Regions from separate parts of the Sus scrofa genome. Here regions 2 and 3 are each linked to region 1. The links are chromatin contacts, called in public HiChIP or PLAC-seq maps. All regions are on one chromosome and are shown on one strand. Each heading gives the region's core, a stretch centred on a gene start, on an enhancer-like site or on the middle of the called end of the contact. The rest is flanking DNA. Distances are from core to core; before and after follow the strand shown. Region 1 overlaps PPM1H (protein phosphatase 1H). Region 2 has its middle 110 kb from the start of PPM1H. Region 3 has its middle 14 kb from the start of MIRLET7I.

Region 1 (4,888 bases), core at 815-3,314:
CAAACAAATTAAAAAATGAGTTAAAACTACAAAAAGTGCTCGGAACAGTGCCTGGCATGTAGGGAGTGCTCAGGTAATATTGCCTGCAGTTATTCTGATAGTTGAGTTAGCAGCTGCATTTCAGTATGGTTTCGCATTATTTCTGTTTCTACTGTAAGCTAATTTAGGGAGACGTCTTTGATGTGTAAAGTTATAGCTTGAGAACATTCCCGAGCTAATTTTCACATCTAGAATAAACCGCAACACGATTTAGCCAAAACTGTCACAAACTTTATCCTTCCTACCACTCAGAAATGAATATTTATTTAATAGCGTTTTAACATACGGGACTAAACTGCCACGTACAAACAAAGCCAAAGCTACTTATCTTACATCTTGCCATCTCATAAAGCAAAGGAAGTGAACCAAAGAGATCTGCATTGCGTGTTGTCAGACCCTGAGAAAGTAGGCGTGTTCTTCTATATGAGAATTAGGGATCTTTCCCGGTCGGGAACAAATGATCTGAATAATTTAGTCAGACAGAGAAGGATGGTGAGAAGCAACAGGCTACCGACGCTCTGTGGGCATGAGTCCAAGTGGACAGCAGTAGAATGTGGGCCTGGGAAGGACTCGTCACGTAGTTCCTCAAGCTTCCCCAACACCTCGGCTTCGTCATCCACTTATTTATTCTTCCTCCTCTTACTGTGCCGCCCTGAGATTGGATGAAGAACTGGTGATTGCAAGCTCTGTGGGGGAAAGGCCTAAAACAGATTTTCTAATTCTGCATTATCATCCTCATGCAATACCTTGAAACCTGGCCAGAAACTTGATGGAACACGAGCCATACCACAGCTTACAAGCGGGGATCCAAGGGACATGTGTCGGCGCTCTGTTTCCCCAGTGGCAAATCCATAATCTCGTTTCTTTGGCAAGAGCGGAGGGGGGCAAGTGCATTCCATGCTCATACTGAGCTTTTTATCGACCAAGGGACTTCAGTCCAAGTGGGGGTTCCGCCTTTGTGATACTCCTTTCATGTTGTCGATAAAGACCCTCCTCAGGTTACTCGAATACCCTGACGGGTTGGGGCAGGGAAGGGAAGTGGAAGGTCAAATGTGTCTTCGGGGAAGGCAGCCCAGTGGGGGGGGTCACTGTTTCCCCCCATCGCAGGACAGCTATTTCAAGTTGCAGTCTCCAAACCATCAGTTCAAGGCAATAATTTTAGTATGTACCCCCAATATATGTGTTCATTTGTTGATATATAACCATACCACTGAATATCCATTTAGTATATATTTAATAGTTATAACAATACATTAAATAGTTTTAAAATAATTTAAAGGCAATAAAGATAAAAAGGCAACATTTTAAAATAATAAGGACTAACAATTACATGGTGTTTATTATATGCCAGGCATTGTTCTGAGTGTTTTTCACACATCAACCCATTTACTGTCTTGCTAAGAGCAGAGACTCCTGTTTCCATTAACTCATATTTCAAGACACAATGTGTCACCAACAAAAGCGAACATGGAGTTGTGGTGCAGCAGAAACAAACCCGACTAGCATCCATGAAGATGTGGGTTCGATCCCTGGCCTCGCTCAGTGGGTTAAGGACCCGGCATTGTCGTGAGCTGTGGTGTAGGTCACAGATGTGCCTCGGATTCCACCTTGCTGTGGCCATGGTGTAGGCCAGCAGCTGTAACTCAGATTCAACCCCTAACCTGGGAACGTCGTATATGCCGCGAGTGTGGCTTTTTAACAAATAAAAAAGCGAACATAAATCCATAGTTCAGCTGTCTCCTTGATCACTTCAGATACTTTGGGCTGGAATGATTATTATTATTGTCAGATAGGGCTAGTTGTCATGGCTTGGGGTAGGACGTGCTAGCCGTGACATCTTATTTGCTCGTTTTCTATCAGTAATTTTTTTTGCAGGAGTTGTTTTTAAAAGCTGTGGTCTAGTTAGTGAGGGGTAATTAGTTTAAAACTTCATGGTGTCATGTGGAAGACCACCTATTGTGGGCCCGTGTCCCCAGCAATAGGTCACAATAAACACCAGTGCTCCATGGCTGTCGAGACGTGCTGACCACACGAGGGCGCCCGTGTCAGGCTGTGTGAGAAATCCTAGCCACGCTTAATTTCTTCTTCTATGTTAGGTGGAAAAAGACAAGAGAATTTCTGATTCCAATTTTCCTCTAACTTGCTGACTGAGCATTTGAAGCTCCCTCTCTACTTTTGCATGCTCTCTTTTGGGAAGTGCTCATCCCAGAGGGAGAGCAACAAGGGGGTTTGCAAATTGTTACAGCTTGTGCAGTGGGGGTAAGGATGCAAAGCCTGGTTTCCTCGGGCAGGTACAAATGTGTCAGACCCCATTTTTTTAGTTTTCTTTGTATTTCCTGCCTTACATCTAAACACTTCTGTCGGGCTGCACAGGGAACACTGGAGTTTTTCTCTGGAATCTCCCCTTCTTGGTCAGCATGCTGTAGGAGGGGCTGCTCAGTGCCTTCCAGATGGCTCATGTCTGCTCTCTTGCCTCTGGGTCCCCCAGAGCTGAGGGGCAGGCAATATGGCCTCTGCTTCAAGGGGGCTGAACTGATGCTACAGATTTTTGACATCCTTGCTTAGCTGAGCTGGCGTTATTACACCTGAAGCTGCGTGGACACACACTACTTGTCTCAAAACTTACTTTAGCTACTTGTTTGATGGATACATTTCTGTTTGGAGCAGGTGTATTCCTGTTAAAAGGCCCAAGGAGCCCTTTCCATTTAGGACTTCTTGTTTTAAGTTCTGGCACAGGAGATGATCATGAAAATACGAAAAAGATAATAAGCAATGTGATTAAAAAGCAGTTTCTAGAACCTTAGAGAAAGGAGCATATAACTTTGAGCCTACTATAGAGAAATTGTAAAAAAGAAACTTTGACTTTTAAATTTCCAATTTGTTACCTTCTGGAATCTTTGTCTGGTTGCAGATGTATTCCTGAAAAGGGATAGGAGTGTGTGTGTGTGTGTGTGTGTGTGTGTGTGTGTGTGTGTGTGTGTGTTTGGTGTGTGGTGTGTTGTAAATTACATATAAGACTTTTTTTTTTTTGGTAAATGAAAATTTGAAATTATGTCAAGAACATGTTATTCTAAACTGGAAGAGTTTGATTTTCCAGGTGTAGAGCTTTGTTATCCTGAACTGATAGCTCAACAACATTTTCTGATGTCTACAGAGAGTAACGTGTGGCCACTGCCAAGAATTTGGAACAGTCCGCCAGTGGCCTAGGATGTGTACACAATTGCTAATAAGCAACACACAAAATAAAATAGTGCCGTGGTGCTAAAGAGTCACAGAAGCTAGGGAGATTAATTACACAAAGTTGCATGTATTAGGAAATTGGGATTCTGTAACTTGGAACCTGAAGAATGGGGTTCAAGTCCTGGTATTACCACTTAGAGTTACTTGATTCTTCTATATCAAGATAAAATGGGGTAAGGACGCCCATGTTATGGTGGTGGGGTGAGGATTTAATACAATAGGTACTCTGTAGGTATCCTTTGAACGTAGACTTTCCACAGGGAAAGGGAAGTAAGTAGAAGGGAAGTGAGTGGAGTCGCACAGTGGAGGACAGTGAGCATCCTCCTGGCAGGGTTGAAAGGCAGGGGCTGAAGTGTACAGCTTGGTTTCCTGGTCGGGGGGTTGGTCCTTACTGCTCCTTGCCTGTTCATGGTGCCCACGCCCCGCCACTGCGCCATTGAACAGTGAGTGTAAGTAATTATAGTTGCTTTAGATTGTTTCTCTTATATGCTGGACAAAATGCTGCACATTCTATTTTTTTACTATTTACAGATTCTTACACAGTATAGTTAACTGTCCTTTGGGTGTCCAGTTTTATGAATGTTAACATATGCGTGGATTCATAGAATCACCACCCCAGTGAGGATACAACAGTTCTATCAGTACGAGTTATTCCCTCTGGTTAGCCCTTTACACTCGTACCCTCTCCCCACCCCTAACCCCTGGTTGTTTGCACATTTAATACATATTATACACTCTTGTGCCACCAGGCACCTCTCCTCCTAACACACTTGTAAGTATTCTAGGTTGTTACTCCAGGAGCTCGGGAACCATGATGTTCTTGTTTCCTGCTGCATCTCCGGTGCCCAGCGTGAGCCGGGCATGTAGGAGAGAAAGGTCCCAGACGTGTATAAAGTGAATGAATCTTTACTGCCTGTGTCCTAGTTTCATCTTGTTCTTTAAACAAGGAAACCTTTGAGAGAAGTTAAGAAATTTGCCCAAGATCCCATAGTAGTAAACTGCAGAACTCAGGTTTGCCTGTCCTCTTTCTGTGCTAAGACTTATCAAGACAGAGGGGATTTGTTTGCTTGTGTTAACTCATTTGAAAGGGCAGATATTTAAATAGCCAACTTTTTTCTTTTTTTTTTTTAAGGCCTGCATCCACGGCATATGGAGGTTCCCAGGGGAGGGGTCGAATCAAAGCTGCAGCTGCCAGCCTACACCACAGCCCCAGCAACGCCAGATCCGAGCCGTGTGATACGTACACCACAGCTCATGGCACCACCAGATCCTTAACCTGCTGAGCAAGGCCAGGGATTGAACCTGTGTCCTCAGGGATGCCAGTCAGATTCGTTTCCTCTGAGCCACGATGAGAACTCCTAAATAGCCAACTTTCAAAATAACCATGATGTGGAGTTCCTGTTGTGGCTCAGAGTAACAAACCCGACTAGTATCCGTGTGGACACAGGTTCGATGTCTGGCCTCGCTTTGTGAGTTAAGGATCCAGCATTGCTGTTAGTTGCAGTGTAGGTCGCAGACATGGCTCGGATTGGCATTGCTGTGTCTGTGGTCTAGGCTGCGAGCTGCAGCTCAGATTCAACCCCTACCCTGGGAAATTCCATATGCAGCA
Region 2 (4,888 bases), core at 835-3,334, 220 kb before region 1:
GTAGCCACCAGCCTACAGCAACACGGGGATCCAAGCCACATCTGCGACCTACACCACAGCTCTCGGCAATGCTGGATCCTTAACCCACTGAGCAAGGGCAGGGATCGAACCAGCAACCTCATGGTTCCTAGTCGGATTCGTTAACCACTGTGCCACGACGGGAATTCCAAGTTCTCAACTTTTAATTATTTTAACCCCATGATGACCTTTCAGGTATGTAGGGAGGTACTATTATTTCAGTTTTACAAACTAAGAAAGCAATACACAACAGTATGTAACTAGCCTGAGGTCCAAAGTATGGTTTATAGTCCAGAGTCCTCAATATATTTGCTTTCTCTAAATTCCATCACAGACTACTTTATATCTTTATTAGAGCACTCATGTGCTCATTTATGTCTTTCTCTACAATGACAATGACATAATAAGCTCTTGGAGACAGGAATCCAGCCCCTTCTCAATCACCCCACAATGACTGGAAAGTTAACCAAGGAATTGAATTTACTAACTAAATAACTAAATTGAATTTCCCTGGTCTCTGTGTCTTCCCATAAACTCTGTAGAATGCATCCATGTACAGTGGGGCCCTGAGCTCCAACCTAGAGACACTCTTGGTCTCATTATAAGTCTGAACAACATCAGAAATACCCACCTATTCAATTCTATATACACCAGGTATTCTTATTCACTAGAGCAGATCTTCAAACAAATTGATTTTGTACCCCAGCAGCAAAAATATACAGGCACACCATCCTTAATATACAGGTATGTATTTATAAATTACAAATATGCATATCTATTTCATATTCAAACAGAAAAATAAATATCATGAAATAAAGATGAAATAAAAATATGTTTATGTATTTATATATTTTATTTCCTTTTTATGGGTATAAAAACAGGTTTTGATCTCTTAAATATTATAATAATGTTTTGTAATACCAATACAATTGAATCTTACCTCCATGTCTATAATTTTCACATAGGAATATTTCAAAACACACAAGAATAGAATTTTTAAATGATTTAAATATGTGATAAATTATTTTAAATAATTCTGCATCTTTGCTTTAGGGCCACAAAAATACCTTTTGTTCTCACGCCCTTTTTTCTCTGACTGCCACAATCCAAAGGTTTGAATTTACTTGGATAGTTGGTATTAACATTACAGAAGCTAAAGAAGTAATCCCACAAAGACATGCTGTAATATTTGCATCCATTCATATTTCAAATAATATGTTTATTAATTTTGCATTTTATTATGTAAGATTATATTATCATTGCTTTAATTTCATAATGTGAAAAAGTTTACACTAATAAAAAATGTCAGCATTATTATGTTCTTATAGAAACTTACTCTTGCAGGTTAGTATTATTTTAGAGTTCTTTACATTCTTTGTAAGAATCTCTTTATGCCACTGGTTCATTGGGGAAGATTATCTTACTAAGTCCCCTGCACTGCCACATGTCACAATGCACTAAAAAGAAGGAAGGAGTGAAACCGCCACTTGTGTGTGAGCCCTTTTCCATGGGTAGACTCCTGTTCTGCTCTAAAAGTACCTCACCCATCCCCACAATTTGTGACCCTATGACATGTGAACTGAACCAAGTGAGCATCAATCTATAGGTTGAATATTTCAAAAGCTTAAATTCCTTCTTATAATTTTAGAGAAAATAAATAGATTTCAAATGTTTTCATATGCCTACAGATCATGGTGCCCACACCAAAGGCTGACACTCCCCTCTCTGTCCCCCACTTTGGTGACCACTGCCAGAGGAGGGGTCTAATTAAGCACCAGAACACCGCAGTATGGCCTCAGGGGTCCACAACAGAGCCAGGCCCAAGCAGAGGTAGAAAAAGTCACTGTATTTGATTTCTATTGCTGCATAATGACAGTACCACAAACTTAGTGGCTTAAGACAATATGCATTTTCTATCTCATGCTTCCTGGGATAGGAGTCTGGGCATGGCTTAGCTTGGGATCCTCCTAGGCTGCAGCTGAGGTATTAGCCAAGGCTAGGTCTCATCTGGAGGTTTGGCCGTGGAAGATCCACCTCCCTACCCACATGGTTGTTGACAGCAAACAGGTCCTTGTGACTGAGAGCTTCCGGGTTTGCTGGCTGGCGGCCAGTGGCTGCTCTCAGCTCCTACATCCTGCCTGCCCACAGTTTCTTATCACATGGCTACTTTCTTCCTCAGTCAGCTCTGGAGAGAGAGAATCCAGCAAGACCAGAGCTTCCAATATATGCAGTGTAATCACATGGTCACTAACTCTTAAATACGTCCCTCCATGACCTTTGCCCTAACATTTAGAAGCCAGTAACAGGTGCCACCCAGACTCAAGGGGAGAGGAAAGACGCAAAAGAGTGAATACTAGGAGGTGGAGATCATGGAACCACCTTCAGAATCTGTCTTACCGCCTCACTCCCTGCTGTCAAAGTGTGAAAGATACAAAAATAAAACTGAAAATGATTACTTTTTTACTGAGCTGAAGCTGAAAATCCACGACTCTGTACAAGAGTTACCAGCTGAAGCAACTTTCAATTTTATACACTTTAGAAGGCTAGTGTTTCACAATTTTTTTCAGAGCAGGGTTTTCTGTTGGCATCTGAGCACAATGCCCTACATTCCCTGTTCTATATTTCCTGGAACCCCTTGGCAACAAGATTCCAAGTCAACTTTCACCAATGGGAGGCATTCAGTCAAGGTTTGGAAGGCAGAAGGGAAACACACCCATCCTTGCTCCCACACTGTGTGGACAGATGTTCTGTGACTGTGAAGCTTCCCAACCGCCTCCAAGCATTTCCGCTCTCCCAGCAGACGGGACCATCCCAAGTTCCTTCCTGCAACTCCTGCAATTTCCTCACTCTCTTCGAGTTAGTGGCACAACTGATTCATGTCAGCCTTCCCCTACTTTATTTCTCTTCTCCTGCCCTTTCTGCAACATCTAATTACCCAAATTCAAGCCCCTCCTACCTGAATCTACACAGTAACTTCCATTTTCCTAACTGAACCCTGATTGTACAAAGGGATAAAGTCCCTTTTAAGGATCTCCATGTTGAATCCTGCTTGACCTCCTCTTTGACCTAAACATAAATATTGTCATCAATTTAGAGTTTATCCTTCTAGATCTCTCTCTCTCTCTCCCCCTCCCCCCCCTTTCACACACACACACAAACACACACACACACACACACACAAGAAATATCTGGGCTTTTGTGTGTGTGTTCTAATGCACAACGTATCGTGTTGTTCTGGTTATCCATTGGTGTGTAACAAACCACACAAAAACTTACTGGTGTAAAATAACTAACATTTATTATGTCCACAATTCAGTGAGTCAGAAACTAGGGCAGAACATGGCAGAGATGGCTCCTCTTGGGAGCCTCTGGGGCCTCAAAAGACTAGGGAGGATTGGGGAGTTCCCGTGGTGGCGCAGTGGTTAACAAATCCGACTAGGAACCATGAGGTTGCGGGTTCGATCCCTGCCCTTGCTCAGTGGGTTAAAGATCCGGCATTGCCCTGAGCTGTTGTGTAGGTCATAGATGCGGCTCGGATCCCGCATTGCTGTGGCTCTGGCGTAGGCCGGCGGCTACAGCTCCAATTCGACCCCTAGCCTGGGAACCTCCATATACCGCAGGAGCGGCCCAAGAAATGGCAGAAAGACAAAAAAAAAAAAAAAAAAAAAAAGACTAGGGAGGACTGGGATGGCTTGACTGGGCCGTATATGTAGGACCTTGGGTCTTCCTCTACGTGGCATCTACTGGGGCTGTGATGCCCAAGATGGCAGTTTCACTCACATGTCTGTTGCCTCCAGCTGAGATGGCTAGAATGGCAAGGGCTGGCTGGCATCTTCTGCTCTCCACACACCCCATTCTCAGGACAACTGCACTTTTTACATAATAGATGACTTTTCCCCAGAGGAAGAGTTATAATAACTAGGTCCAAGACACCCAGAAGGAAGCTGCAAAACTTCTAACAACCTAACCCCAGAAGTCCCAGAATCACTTCTGCCATATTCTATGGGTTAAGGAAGTCATTAAGACCACCTCAGATTCAAGGGGAGGGCAGGAAGAAATTCAGCCTATTGCTGGAAGAATGACATGTCCAAACAAGAAAGAAATTGATGACATCACCTCAGATAAAAGTTACCACAGGGAATAGCATTCTGTAGCTAGATTTTTACTCAGCATAATCTTGGAGAACTACCCAGGTTGGTCCACATTACATTTCTTCTAATTGCTGCATAACACTTACCAAGACCATAGCACTATTTATTTAGATATTTGCTCCTTTAGGGACATTTAGGTGGTTACCATTTTTGTAATTGTAAGGTATAAAAATATTTAATAGACACTATCAACATGCCCTCTGAATTGCCTCATCCATTCATATTCCCCCATGAATGCCTAACAGCACTGGTTTCCCTTGCAGTTACTTGAACCTATCAATAACTACTAGCCTAATTCAAGTCCTCTACAGAAAAGGAAACTCAGGCTCGGGGAGGGGGAGGTTACATCATTTGTCTAAGGTGTCCCAGACACCAGTGATCAAGAACTTAACTGTCCTGACCAGATGTCCAGTGCTCTATTATTTAACAATTCCTCTAGAAAGGCTGATTTTCATTGGAAAGGGTTAATGTTAGAAATACTTTGAGAGTAAAAGGTTTTCACAATATTGGTATATGTTCTTTTCTAAAAAATAAATTCTGTACTTAGGTCTGTATTTATATAAGAACTAAAAGGAAAAGCTGCCAGACCTCTGACTGCAGCAGAATTACTGCAGGAAACGTAGCTAGAATTACACATAAAGCTCTTCCCATTATCTGCGTTTTTCCTCAAGTGGCTTTAAAAACCAAGCATTACATCTCTCTGCATGAGTATCTGATCC
Region 3 (4,888 bases), core at 652-3,151, 190 kb after region 1:
CTGAGTTATTCTTCCTATCCCATAAAACATAGCCCAAATTTAAGTTCGGTAGTTTGATAAGTCTACTTCCTGCCTGTAGAAGTTCTAGGGTCTAAAAGCCTCTTTTCATTTTTGAAGCCATCTCTGTTCCTTACAGCTCAAACTGATAGTATTTCTACAATATAATTTTCTCAAAAGCTTTGTAAGTTTCTTATGAATATTATTGATCTTATTGAGGTTTATTCATTAGACAAAACTGCACCAACAAATCTTGTCTACCTGGGGCTCCCTGTAAAGTACCACCTTAAATTTTTCTGGTGTCTTTTTTGATTTTCTTTCTTTTCTTAAATCTGTGTACTGTTTTTGCAATTGTGATTTTATCTTTCCTAAAGACTCTTATTTCCTTTCTATTTAGAGAAGACCTTTCAATATTTCCTTTAGAAAAGTTTAGCATTGCCATATTAAGTTTTTATTTATCTGAGAAATTATCTCTTCTATTCTAAATGATAACTTTGCTGGGTAGAGTATCCTAAATTGCAAATTTTTCCCTCTTCTGGTGTCTTAAAAAAGGATTTCACAATCAAATCTTTAGCTTCATCTTTACCCTGAGAACTTTTTATAACAGAGATGTGAATCTGATTTTGTCCTGAGACCCTTTTCCTTACTTTGGGAATATGCTGCTGCAAGAGACTGGCAGTCGGAAAAGGGTTTTATTTTCTAACCCAGCAAGTTTTGACTTAATGTATTTCCTCAAAATTTTGCTTGAAAACGGAGTAATTTCTTCTCTAGCTCATCATTACTAGTATTTCATATCAGCTCTTTTAAACCAGGTAAAAGTTTAAAACTTTAGCCTGAAAACTGTTCAGGCTTATCTATAAGTTCGTTAAGTGTATTTTGTATTTCTACATTATCATACAAGGGCTTTTCCCCCAGCTTTAATAACTTTTCTCCTCACTTTCCTTTAAGCCCTACTGACAACCTCAAGATCCATCAGATTTCTGCTGTTAATCTCTTCAAGGCCCTTCCAACGTATGCAGGCAGCTCAGCTGCAAAGCCACTGCCATATGTCTTAGGTTTTGTTCTAATAACACTCCATTTCCAGGTCTCAAAATCATTTCTGATTATCTATTGCTATGTAACAAATTACCCTAAAACTTTGGCTTAAAACAACAACCACAGTTTTACTATTGTCTCTCATGGTTCTGGGGCTTGACTAAGTTTCTTGCTTAGGGTGTCTCATGAGCTTGCAGCAGATGGTAGCTGGTACTGAAATCATCTGGGACTTGCTCATTCATATGCATGGTGCCTGCTCTGGGAAGACTTAAAATAGCTGGGGGCAGGAACAGCTGGGTTTCCTCAGACATCTCTCCCTATGTCTATGTGATCTCCCCATGGTCTTTTCAGCACGGAAACTTCAGGGTAGCTATTACTACACGGCACCTTAGAGCTCCAAATGTATGTGGAGAGAGAGAAGAAGAGAGGAGAGAGGGGCAGAAGGTGTATCACCTCTCATAATCCTGTTTTCAGATGTCACGCAGTATTATTTCTGTTAAACATTATTTGTTCTGTTAAACATTATTTGTTACACCTGCCATTATGGTCCAGAGAAGGAAACAGACTATCTTCACAAATCTGAGTGATGATGGTCAGGGGTCATATACATTCAAATGTATTAAAATGTTTTATTCTCAAAGAAAGACCTATTTCTGTCTTCACTTATTGAGAGAGAGAGAGAAAAGGGTTTTTTTTGGTCGGGTGGTGGAACCAAATGTTCTATTAGGATAATTAAGTTCTAAAGCAAGGGTCAGCAAACTATGACCTACAGGCCAAATCTGGCCAATGGCCTGTTTTTAGTATGGCAAATGAGCTAAGAATGATTTTACAGTTTTAAAGAGGAAGGAAAAAGAAGAAAGCAAAGGAAGAAAAGCAGAAGCATATGCAATAGAGACCACATGTGACCCACAAAGCCTACAATATTTAATATCTGGCCCTTTCTTTAAGTGCCTATTCTAAAGCACTTTCAAATGTGTTTTCAGATGTTACTATAGACAAATAGCAAACATATTTCTAGGATGCTTTTAATATACACATTTTCCACACAAAAATAGAGTCGATGCTATAATAACACAAGATCTTGCCCTATCGATTATCCCTCTTCTATTATGTATTCATTCAATCCTGAATCTTCACATTTCCTCTCATTTTTCCTCTTTCCACTTACCAACACTCTCATCTCATTCAGAAGCAGCCCTTCTTCCCCTACCACTTCCCTCAAGTTTTGTATGTGTAATTTTCTTTTGTCCTTGTGTAACTTCTCTCCTCAAAAGACAGAAATGTTTCTTATTTCTAAACTAGTCAAAAAGACAACCTACCACACTGTAGAAAATATCTGCAAATCATGTATCTGATAAGGGGTTAATATCCAAAATACATAAAGAACTCATATAACTGAGTAGCAAAAACAATTCAATTAAAAAATGGGCAGAGGATCCAGACATTTTTCCAAAGAAGACAGAAGATAGCCAACAGGTACCTGAAAAGGTTCTCAACATCATTAATCATCAGGGGAATGCAAATCAAAACCACAGTGAGATACCACCTCATGCCTGTTAGAAGGGCTATCATCAAAAAGATAAGAAATAACAAGTGTTAGCAAGGACGGAGAGAAAAGAAAATCACCGTGCATTGCTGGTGGGAATGTAAATAGATGCAGCCACTATGGAAAACAGTCTAGAGGTTCCTGCCAATAGAACTGCCAATTCCAACAATTTCACTTCTGGGTATTTATCTAAAAAAAACGAAAACACTTACTCAAAAAGATACAGGAACCCCCCGTGTTCACTGCAGCTTTTTTTACAACAGGCAAGATATGAAAGCAACCTAAGTCTTCATCAATGGATGAATGGAAATGTGATTATATATAAATCCAATGGAATATTACTCAGCCATTTAAAAAAAATGAAGCCTTGCCATATGTAACAAAATGGATGGACCCTGAGGGCATTATGCAAAGTGAAGTTAAGTCAGAGAAAAATAAATACCATATGACCTCACCTATATATGGCATCTAAAACATAAAATTAAATAACAACTAAATTCATAGAAACAGAGAATAGATCGGTGGTTTCCAGAGGCAAGGGGTGGGGAATGGCCAAAATGGGTGAAGGTGGTCAAAAGGTACAGACTTCCAAAATAATTACATCATGAGGACGTAATGTACATCCGGTGATGTTAACAATACTGTTGCTAATAGCATAGATCTTAAAAGTTCTCATCCCAAGAAAAAAAATTTTAACTGTGTGGTGATGAATGTTCACTAGACTTATTGTGATCATTCTGCAATATATACATATATCAAATCATTCTATTGTATACCTGAAATTAATATAATGTTACATGTCAAATTATATCTCAATTTAAAAGAAAAAAAAAAGGTCAAAATTCCTTACTCTTGTAGGTCACTCTATTTCCAGCCTCTTTGACTTCATCACCACATATGCCCTGGTCCCACATTCCTATGTAACACCTATATTAGACCATATATGTTCCTTGAAAGTCTACATCTTTTACTTTTATTCTTCTGTCTTTTTTAGGGCCACATCTGGAGCATATGGAAGTTCCCAAGCTAGGGGTTGAATCGGAGCTGCATCTGTGACCTACACCACTGCTCACGGCAACGCCAGATCCTTAACCCACTAAGCCAGGCCAGGGGTTGAAGCTGCATCCTCATGGATACTAGTCAGATTCCTTTCTGCCATGCCACAATGAGAATTCTCAAGGTCCATGTCTTCTAGTGCACCCATAACTTTTCTCATGTTGCTCTTATATCGATAAATGCCCATTCCTTCATTCTTGTCATATTGAAAACATGCTTATTCCTCATGGCTCTTGTACTGATACCCTGATCACGATCCAGATGGAAACTGATTGCTCAGTGTTCTGCCTCCCCATGACATGTTGCTGTATACGGATCCACAGAGCACTTGTTTTTTTGTTTTGTTATTTATCTATGTTTATTTCCTCAACTAGAAAAGCTCCTTAAGGGCAGGAACTACTTCTTATTCATCTTGATACCTGAAAAATACACAAATAAACTGTTTTAAAAAATGACTGAGTGGATGATTCTAGATCCTTTTTCCAAAGTTCATTTGGGGGTGCACTCTGGTTTCCAGCTAATCTCTTCTTGTTCTTGCTCTTATGGCTTTTCTATTCCCAGAGCTCCTGAATTCTGAAGCTCCACATTCTTTCAGTTTTATAGCCCCAGTTTTACTAAATCATTTTCTTAGCACTTCAAAACTCCATCTGTCCCCTAACATGACTTTCCACTTAGCCTCACTCAACTGCATGCATTTCATCATCGTAACTCCTTCCAATAGTCTAACAGTGCACAAGCTACGTGTACATCTATAACACCACCACCTTATTTTTCTTGCTTTACAAGAATTTTTTTTTCACATTAAAAGAATACAGCAGTTCCACCATTGTGGCGCAGCAGAAACAAATTCTATCCATATTAGTATCCATAAGGCTGTGGGTTCAATCCCTGGCACCGCTCAGTAGGTCGGGGATCCTCCATTGCTGTGAGCTGTGGTGTAGGTCACAGACGCAGCTCCGATCCTAAGTTGCTGAGGCTGTGGCGTAGGCTGGCACCTGTAGCTCTGATTTGACCCCAGCCTGGGAACTTCCATATGCCATGGATGTGCCCCTAAAAAGAAAAAAATAAAATAAAATACAGAAGACCTGACATCTCATCACAACCACTTTTATACTACATCTACCTGACTACGACTTTTGGAGAAGAGGAATATTACTTGTTTTTAGAGTAACACAGAAAGACATCGAAATTATTTCTATTGATTGGGGGGGGGGAAAGAGGCCCATGGTAAAAAAAGATGGATGTTGGACCAAA

Evidence for each region. HiChIP or PLAC-seq counts read pairs in DNA pulled down with a chosen protein or histone mark.
Region 2: an H3K27ac HiChIP or PLAC-seq map of alveolar macrophages shows a contact between it and region 1. The contact joins two enhancer-like sites. A contact is called at or near these places in 9 of 47 Hi-C or Micro-C datasets (alveolar macrophages, brain, embryonic fibroblasts and 6 more) and 1 of 2 datasets of contacts at active chromatin or transcription factors (alveolar macrophages).
Region 3: an H3K27ac HiChIP or PLAC-seq map of alveolar macrophages shows a contact between it and region 1. The contact joins two enhancer-like sites. A contact is called at or near these places in 2 of 2 datasets of contacts at active chromatin or transcription factors (alveolar macrophages and skeletal muscle).

The regions. Positions count from the first base shown.
Region 1 is chr5:27,454,242-27,459,129 of Sscrofa11.1, reverse strand. The region is part of intron 2 of PPM1H (protein phosphatase 1H); the gene reads left to right. Among named protein-coding and RNA genes, the nearest start is that of PPM1H, 120 kb to the left of the region's middle. Within about 2 kb of position 2,064, at least 2 of the 83 cell types and tissues checked have an H3K27ac peak or open chromatin away from gene starts, as enhancers often do. A contact at or near this core is called in alveolar macrophages, where this site is marked.
Region 2 is chr5:27,675,722-27,680,609 of Sscrofa11.1, reverse strand. No RefSeq gene overlaps it. Among named protein-coding and RNA genes, the nearest start is that of PPM1H, 110 kb to the right of the region's middle. Within about 2 kb of position 2,084, at least 4 of the 83 cell types and tissues checked have an H3K27ac peak or open chromatin away from gene starts, as enhancers often do. A contact at or near this core is called in alveolar macrophages, where this site is marked.
Region 3 is chr5:27,264,069-27,268,956 of Sscrofa11.1, reverse strand. No RefSeq gene overlaps it. Among named protein-coding and RNA genes, the nearest start is that of MIRLET7I, 14 kb to the right of the region's middle. Within about 2 kb of position 1,901, at least 4 of the 83 cell types and tissues checked have an H3K27ac peak or open chromatin away from gene starts, as enhancers often do. A contact at or near this core is called in alveolar macrophages, where this site is marked.